Linked DNA regions of Hordeum vulgare: region 2 is linked to region 1. Evidence: chromatin contacts called from public Hi-C data. All regions are on one chromosome and are shown on one strand. The core of a region is the stretch at or near the end of the contact, and the rest is flanking DNA. Distances in the headings are between cores, read along the strand shown. Region 1 has its middle 11 kb from the start of LOC123442969. Region 2 has its middle 110 kb from the start of LOC123442970.

Region 1 (4,273 bases), core at 1,125-3,624:
GCTAACTAAGATGGCTCATTCGATGGTGCAATCTACGCAAACAACTTTTATGCCTAGGCGTAATATCCTAGAAGGTGTCGTTGTCTTGCATGAAACTTTACATGAAATACACTCGAAGAAACTTGACGGTGTTATCTTCAAAGTGGATTTTGAAAAAGCATACGATAAAGTTAAATGGTCATTTCTGCAGTAAACCCTGCGTATGAAGGGGTTTGACGAGCTTTGGCGAAAGCATGTCGACTGTTTTATAAAAAAAAGGAAGTGTCGGTATTAAAGTAAATGATGATGTGGGTCATTTCTTCCGGACACACTGAAGGGTCTCACACAAGGGGATCCGATGTCTCCTATTGTATTCAACATTGTTGCTGATATGTTGGCACATATGATTAAGCGAGCCAATGAGAAGGACCTGGTAGGAGGACTAATCCCGCATCTTGTTGACGGGGGTGTCTCTATTCTACAGTATGCAGATGACATGATTCTTTTTATGGAGCATGATCTGAACAAAGCTAGAAATATGAAACTCATCCTATGCTTATTTGAGCACCTATCTGGGCTGGAGATTAATTTTAATAAAAGTGAATTGTTTTGTTTTGGTAAGGCCAAAAATGAACAACATACTTATAATCAATTGTTCGGTTGTGCAAGTGGGAATTTACCTTTCACGTGTTTAGGGATTCCTATTCATCACCGAAAATTATCAAATAAGGAATGGAAATGCATCAAGGATCGATTTGAAAAAAAAATTAAGCTACTGGAAAGGCAAGCTTTTATCCTATGAAGGACGGTTGGTACTTGTTAATTCAGTATTATCAAGCATGCCTATGTTTCTTTTATCCTTTTCCGAAGTACCTGTCGGGTGCGAAAAAGGTTGGATTTCTATCGATCTCGTTTTTTCTAGCAGAGCGATGAGGTCAGGACCAAGTATAGGCTCACTAGATAGGACATCATTTGTAGACCAAAAGAACGAGGGGGTTTAGGGATCAAAAATTTAGAGACCAAAAATAGATGTCTACTCAGTAAATGGCTGTTTAGACTATCTATGGAAACAAAAGGTATGTGGGTACAGATTCTGACGAACAAGTACTTACAAAACAAGACCTTATCTCAGGTTACAACACGACCAATTGACTCTCCTTTCTGAAAGGGTTTGATGCGGTCTAAAAATGATTCTTCAACAGGACTAGGTTTATCATAGGCGATGGTAAATCAACTAGATTCTCGGAAGATACTTGGCTAGGGGAGATACCTTTAGCTATTCAGTATCCGTAGTTGTACCATATTGCACAACATCGACAGGCGTCCGTTGCGTCAATACTTTGCGAGACACCTCTAAATATTCAATTTCGTAGATCCTTAATTGGTGACAGATGGATTAGCTGGCTGCACCTAGTCAGAAGGTTGATGGACATTAACCTCTTTGATCGACCCGATCGTGTGCATTGGAAGTTGACCACAAATGGGGTCTTTACGGTCAAATCTATGTACATGCATATCATAGATTCAACGCCTATTCCAAAATCAGCGCATATATGGAAGATCAAAGTTCCGCTAAGAATTAAGATCTTCATGTGGTTTGTTCACAAAGGGGTTATTCTAATGAAGGATAATCTAGCCAAGGGAAATTGGAAAGGCAATCCTAGATGCAGCTTCTGTCAGAATAAAGAAACTATTAAGCACCTATTTCTAGATTGTCCTATGGCTAAATTGTTACGGCGCTCGCTTCATATTGCTTTCAACATCAGTCCCCCTAATAGTATAAACATGTTATTTAGGATGTGGTTACAGGGGGTTGATGTTCAAACTGCTAAACTTATTCGTGTGGGGTCATGTGCACTATTTTGGGTTGTATTGAATTGCAGAAATGACTTAGTGCTTAACAGACAACGCGATATTCACTTCTTGCAGGTTATCTTCAGGGCTATCGCACTGATCCGCACGTGGTCATTACTCACTCCTGTGGAAGCCATGGAGCTTATGGTTACTGGGTGTGTCCATGAAAGATGGTAGCACAGGGTATCTTCAATCGGTTTGGATGACGACATATTAATAGGATAGGTATTTAGTCATCTAGGTCTCTCCGGTTATGACGTGACAGACGTCTTATATCTTTTTATTCACTATTTGCTAGACCTTGATGTATTTTGTTAATACTTGGCTTTAATTTTAATATATGACTGCATGCATCTCTCTATGCAGAGGCCGGAACTTTGCCTCCTTTTCTAAAAAACCTAATGAAGCACAGAACACACATGCAGTGTAGACAAGCCGAGACGCGAGGCTGCTAATTAAATCCACACGAGTCGAACCAAACTGGAGTACGTGATAGAAGTGGGTGGGTCTCTTCCGCTGTGGCTCGGATAGTGCCTGAATCGCCAGTGGGAGGATCACAAGGAGCGGAGTAGGGCACAGAGGATCCGGCGTGCTTACCAGTAGCAGTACAACGGAGTTAACCGTCCAGGCGTGGGTTACCGAGCGGGCAGACGTGCATGCGTCCGTGCGTGAGCAAGCCCGGGCCCTGGGATTCCGTGGAGAATCCAAAATTTTGCGTGACGCGTCGAACCTCGCATCCTACAGGTAGGGTGTAATTATGGAAAAAGTTTGAAAAAAACCTTGAATTCGTACCCCAAGTCTAAATCAAACCCTGAATTGAGAATCCCTGAAATCGTTACCTTGTCTTTCTTAATCCCGGTTTATCCCAGTCCATTAGTGCTAACAGCTGGTTTGGGGAGTTGGGATTGCTGACGTTGCTAGGATTAGAAGTTAACTGCACGGATTGTGGACGGATTGTGGGTCTCTTTGGGTATTCTCGTACTGTAAGTTGCAGCGGTGGAAAAAACAGAGCTTGAGTAGGGGAATCATATTAGGACTGGTCCGTCGGCCGGCGATGTCTTCCTCCCCCACCCCTCCCGCGCGCGCGTCGTAGTCAGGTGAAGGTCTTCACCATTCCTAAGCAGAATAATGGAATATCTACCTTAGGGTTATACCTTGGAAACTTAGTCTTTCTCCTAACAAATAGTCCTTCGTGATCACTGTCCTCATCATATGAGTAATCTTCATCATCTGAGTCAAAGTGGTTTTCTCCTACCACTCCTACCACTTCTTCCACATTTGCCACTAGATCTATTGGAACAACACCAGATGGATTTGTCTGAGCCCATCTCTTTGAGTCTCTAATTCTCTTCTTAAAATCCTTAGCTTGTTCCCTTAGTTCCACATATTCCTCTTCTAGTCCACTGTCATCACTTCCTGCCACATAATCACTATCATCCTCCTCACTGTCTGAAATTACAGAGCCATTGTCATCACCCTCATGTTCATGTGTTTGTTGAACTTCTGCATTACCACTATGTGTTCCTGGATTAACGACCTGAGAGCTATATATGAACCTGGGAACTTTGTGTCTGAAACTGAGAACTCCGTACCCGAACTTGTGAACTTCCAATCCTCTGTTTCCTATAGAAATTGTGCTCTGTAGGGCTGCTAATCACCTGGGTAATAAGACCACTCTCGGTTGGTACAGCCACATTTTCTGTTACAGTCAATGATGATGGATCCACACTAATTATGTGAACATCATCCTCTGCAGTTATGATTGCATCTGGTTCTACATCATTCTCTCCTTCTGACTCATTACCCATCTCATTCTCAAAATCACTACCACTGTCACTTGCACTTTCATCATCTTGCTTCCCAAAATACTCCACATAGACCTCAGCCACTCCTCCACCAGTTATGTATTCAGACATCTTCATACAACCAGCATCATTACACAAAAATAATAAGCCATCCACTAGTTCTTTACAGGCATCAGGAAGTGAATCTTCATGCTTTATTTCATTGGTATGTGATCACCAAGAAAGCTTTTTATCTCTGGCAAAGACAATTTATCCCTTTCAATCTCTGAAATTGCCTCATCACCACCGACATAGTCTAAAATAGGCCCAATGCAAACAAACTGTCCACCGAAATGAAACCACACATTCAGTTTGTCCCAAGGATCCATGATGACAACACAAAACTGCATTGCCACAGATTTTTTGATCAAACCAACGACTGATACAACTATTACGAACTAGGTGTACAAAATAATCTATTTTTCTGCATAAAGTAAACACCCTAATAACGCCCTAATAACCAGTTTTTTCCACGCCTAGAAACCCTAACCAAAGACAATCTTTGGTGATAAAAGTAAGGACAAGAAGACGAATACAAGAAGGAACGGGATTACCGAAGATTTTTCTGGCCGCCATGATTGTCTTGCTGCCTCTGC
Region 2 (3,943 bases), core at 737-3,236, 270 kb after region 1:
CTGAGACGTGCGCGCTCTGCCTCCCCCCCCCCCCCCCCCCCCTCTCTCCCATCCGAGTGGGCGTCATACAGAGGCCACACAGGCCTCCTCTGTCGCCATGCGGACGGGGCACGCGCGCGCATCTCGAGGCGCATCTGACGGGCGCAGCAGGAAGATCCGCCTGCGATCGTACGGCCCGAGGCCGATGGCCGCGAAGGCGGGGCGCGGCGCACGTGCTCTCCCGGGCCGGCACGTGGCTCGCAATGTACGTAGCAGTACGTACTGCTGCCGCTAGTACGGGTGGCGCTACTAATTTTGTACTCTATGCTCTACCGACATGCTTAAAAATGAAGAACTCCCGTCAAAAGACGAGCAGGAAATGGATGGAACAGCCGCATGGCCTATTTGTTTTTGTTTTGTTTTGGTTTGTCTGCACTATCATTACGCTTTTTTGGGCGCTGCTGCGGTGACAGCGGTAACAGATACGTGTGCTGGATCATGTTAGATTCTTTTTTCCCGTCAGGTCGTTCAGAGCGAAGCCCACACACATGGAAGAGGAAACCACCCCCGCTTTTGGTAGCCGGACAGGGCTAAACTCAAAGATCTTTCACGTGGCCTGTAGATCAATCAATCCGTTCATCTATCGATCTAAGTAGTAGTAGTACATAATATAGTACTACTCCACTCGGTGACGCGACGTACGTATGCGCGCAAGCAGCGTCACTGAACCGAAACGAGACCATCTTGCTCGCTGCGTGTGAAACCTGCTTCCTACAACGACTACGGTTTCACTTTGACGCCGTTGGTAAGTAAGAAAAAATATATTGAGAGGAGCAGGGCGCCGCTGCACTTCACGAGAAACTAGAAATTCCTCCGGCTCCGGGGCAGACCGATCGTGGACCATGCTCCTCTGCCTCACCACCACGCCCTGCAAAGGTTTATTGCGGCCATTTACATCCGCTTTCATGGTGGTGGCCATGCTCATGCGCGCAGGGGCGCAGAAATAACACTCAACTCACCCGCTGATCGATTCCAGCACCCATAAATTCAGACATCTGCAGCCATACCAGTGGGCAGTGGCATGTTTTTCAGTGGGAAATACATCACCATTTTTTATATTTTTTCATCCCGGGAAACAGACAAGGCCACCGATGTCGCCCTCTTCCTCGCGTCACTCGGCCGATCGATCGTTCCTCGTGCAGATGCTGCTTGTGGTACAACTACTACATGACCTGCCTACTGTGCAAGGTTCCAATCGAACAATGGCGATGTGTCTGCGGGTGGCGACGGGATCTACGTCAGCTAGAGCTAGCCCTTCCGATCCTTCTTGTTGTTATGCATTCATCTCTCGTCCTTGAAAATAAACAGCTTCTTCTGTTTCTTTTGCGGCTCCCAACCACCGCTAGCTCGCTCCTGTCTGAAGTTGAATGAACAAAAATATTTAGTTAGCACCGGTGGTGGTAGTAGTAATTTACAATAATTTGATTCGATTGCATTAGGAAGTCGTGTGGATTTAACTACGTAGGAGTAGTTGGCCAAATATATATATCACCTCGCGTCTTGGTTCTCTAGACTGAATATGTATTCTATGCTTCAGTAGGTGCGGCACTTTTCTGCTCTCCCTTTGGAAGATCTTGCCACGGGCATATTCTCTCTCTGCAGTGCTAGTTTCAGATATTCCCTTCTCTTACATAAAATAATAGCATTTTCTTTGGAAGAACAGAATCATTCAGGAATGGTGGTTACCCATATGTGTTTCCTGATTTGTTTTCTTATAAATAAAAACAAATGAACTTGCTATGCAACTCCCACCTTGATCAACAAAGTAGCGTTTCCATGCTGATGAAAGAGTTGATAAACCAGCTAGGTTTTGATCCGATCAGCATAAAGTGGCAGCAGTGAACCTACTCCGGCCTTTGTTCGAGACGGAGCGAGCATGGGAGATGGTCCATGATTTGCAGGACTGTCGAAAGGGTGAAGACAATGTAGCCAAAGCCCTGTTTGATTTGTTTGTTTGTACCGGGGGCGCTAAAGCCGTGTGGCCCATGCCCGCACTCATAGCGTGGCCCAGGGTTAGGATCCGAATAATTGCTAGGCCCGGGACCTAAATAACAAATATTGTTGGGTGAAGACAATGTAGCTGCTTCCTCCCTCCATCCTTCAATGTATAGTTTTTCATTGTTCCATAGCTTTTAAGTTTCAGTACTGCTAGTAGATCCCAAACTATTTAATTCTGAATTAAGCATTTCTTCTGTGGTAGACATTTTTTTTACCGGATTAACAACTTGACAAAAAAGCTAGATAGATTGCATTTACCAGTAGGATAAAAGAAACAGAATTAACTCACAGCAAGCTTTAGTTCCTGCTACCAACCAGTAAACTATAACATTTTTTTCTTCAAGAATACGCAAACAAAATATAACATGTTTAGTGCTCCCTTCGTTTTTAAATATAAGTTTTTTAAAAGTTTCGCTAAGGAATTACATACGCATCTATATAGATATACTTTAGATTATAAATTCATTCATTTTACTTCGTATGTAGTTCCCTAATGAAATCTCTAAAAAAGCAAAACTCATATTTAAAAACGGAGGGAGTAGTACGTATTCTTTTCTTCATGATCGGCGATTTTCGTGGCCATGTCTGCATATATGTGGGGCTCGCCTGGTCAAAATGCATTTGCATGATCAATTATAGTAGCTAGCCTTTAGCGGCCGTGTGTTTGCCTTTATTTCGTGGGATCAGGATCACTCTAGTTATTCCAATTATTCACCCACGCCCCTATCATACGATGCTACATTATGCATGGCTCCACTACATGATTGCTTGCACAAAATAATCGATGGGAGGAAAACTGAAGAGAAAGTTTTGTGTGTTTTTAGGTCTAGTCTAGCTATACGTTGTGCAGGTTTTCACCTGATTTTTTTTAATAAACCAAGGGGTATGGGTCCTTGTACCATCTTCTTCTTCACAACGAATATAACAGTTCTTTTGTTATCATTAGAAAAAAAGAGAAAAGGATCCTGGGACAGCCGAAGCTCCGGGATTAGATCGTTGGGCCCTGAAGATGCAGTCATATCGTCGAACCTCATTAACAATTAGGTCTAATGAGCCGTATGCAGGCCTAATCTGGCCTATATAGTTGTTTCTAACCTACTATTATAATTTAGTGCATGTAACCGAACTCATTTTTTTTCTGTTGCTATTGTTCCCATCCATTCTTCTTGGTTCTGATGTATCCGCGTGCTCCAGTATATCTGTCGATTCTATCTGTTGAGTCCTTAAAGCACGCGTTTGTGAGCAACACTTTCTAATTATGTTGATCAACACTAGGGATGTAATCTAATTATATGATCTAACCCATTCTAATTATTAATGTATCCAAGTAGTCTTTTTAATGTACATAGTATTATATTCCATCGATAACCGACCATCTTTCTTAAGCATATACTCAATCCGTTGGAGATAACGAGCATGGTTTTGAAACCTCGTTGGTTTTCTCTGAACGGAGACAACAATACTTATGTACGCTCCGACAAATAATAAATTCTATGCTAATATTGTAAACCATTTCCATGTATAAATACATGATTCAATAATGATGTACTTCGAGTATTAACAATTCCAAATGATTTGATAGTTGCACGACATATAATTTCTCGCTCTTCCAAAGCAATCATTAAAATACATAAACCCATGGTCTTAACATGCTTACCAAATGACTCGTGGCTAAGAGGCTTAGTCAAGGGATCAACTATCATATTAACACACACCATATAAAAAGGGCAACGGAATAGGGGGTAGAGCACAAACCATAATTTCTAACACCATTGTTATTGTTTTTGTTAGGAAGTATTAGTATTAGTCTAGGATACCTTATTAGTCTATTAGTATTAGTCTAGGAGTCCTTATTAGTCTATGTTTACTTTCCTTGCACCTCAAGTCTTGTGTAATATATATATGC

What was found. A called contact is a pair of places that touch in the nucleus more often than the background predicts.
Region 2: a contact with region 1 is called in a Hi-C map of seedling, with 3 times the contacts expected there. The contact joins two enhancer-like sites. A contact is called at or near these places in 2 of 6 Hi-C or Micro-C datasets (leaf and seedling).

What each region holds. Positions count from the first base shown.
Region 1 is chr3H:61,246,232-61,250,504 of MorexV3_pseudomolecules_assembly, forward strand. No RefSeq gene overlaps it. Among protein-coding and RNA genes, the nearest start is that of LOC123442969, 11 kb to the left of the region's middle. Within about 2 kb of position 2,375, at least 1 of the 3 cell types and tissues checked has open chromatin away from gene starts, as enhancers often do. A contact at or near this core is called in seedling, where this site is marked.
Region 2 is chr3H:61,516,570-61,520,512 of MorexV3_pseudomolecules_assembly, forward strand. No RefSeq gene overlaps it. Among protein-coding and RNA genes, the nearest start is that of LOC123442970, 110 kb to the left of the region's middle. Within about 2 kb of position 1,987, at least 3 of the 3 cell types and tissues checked have open chromatin away from gene starts, as enhancers often do. A contact at or near this core is called in seedling, where this site is marked.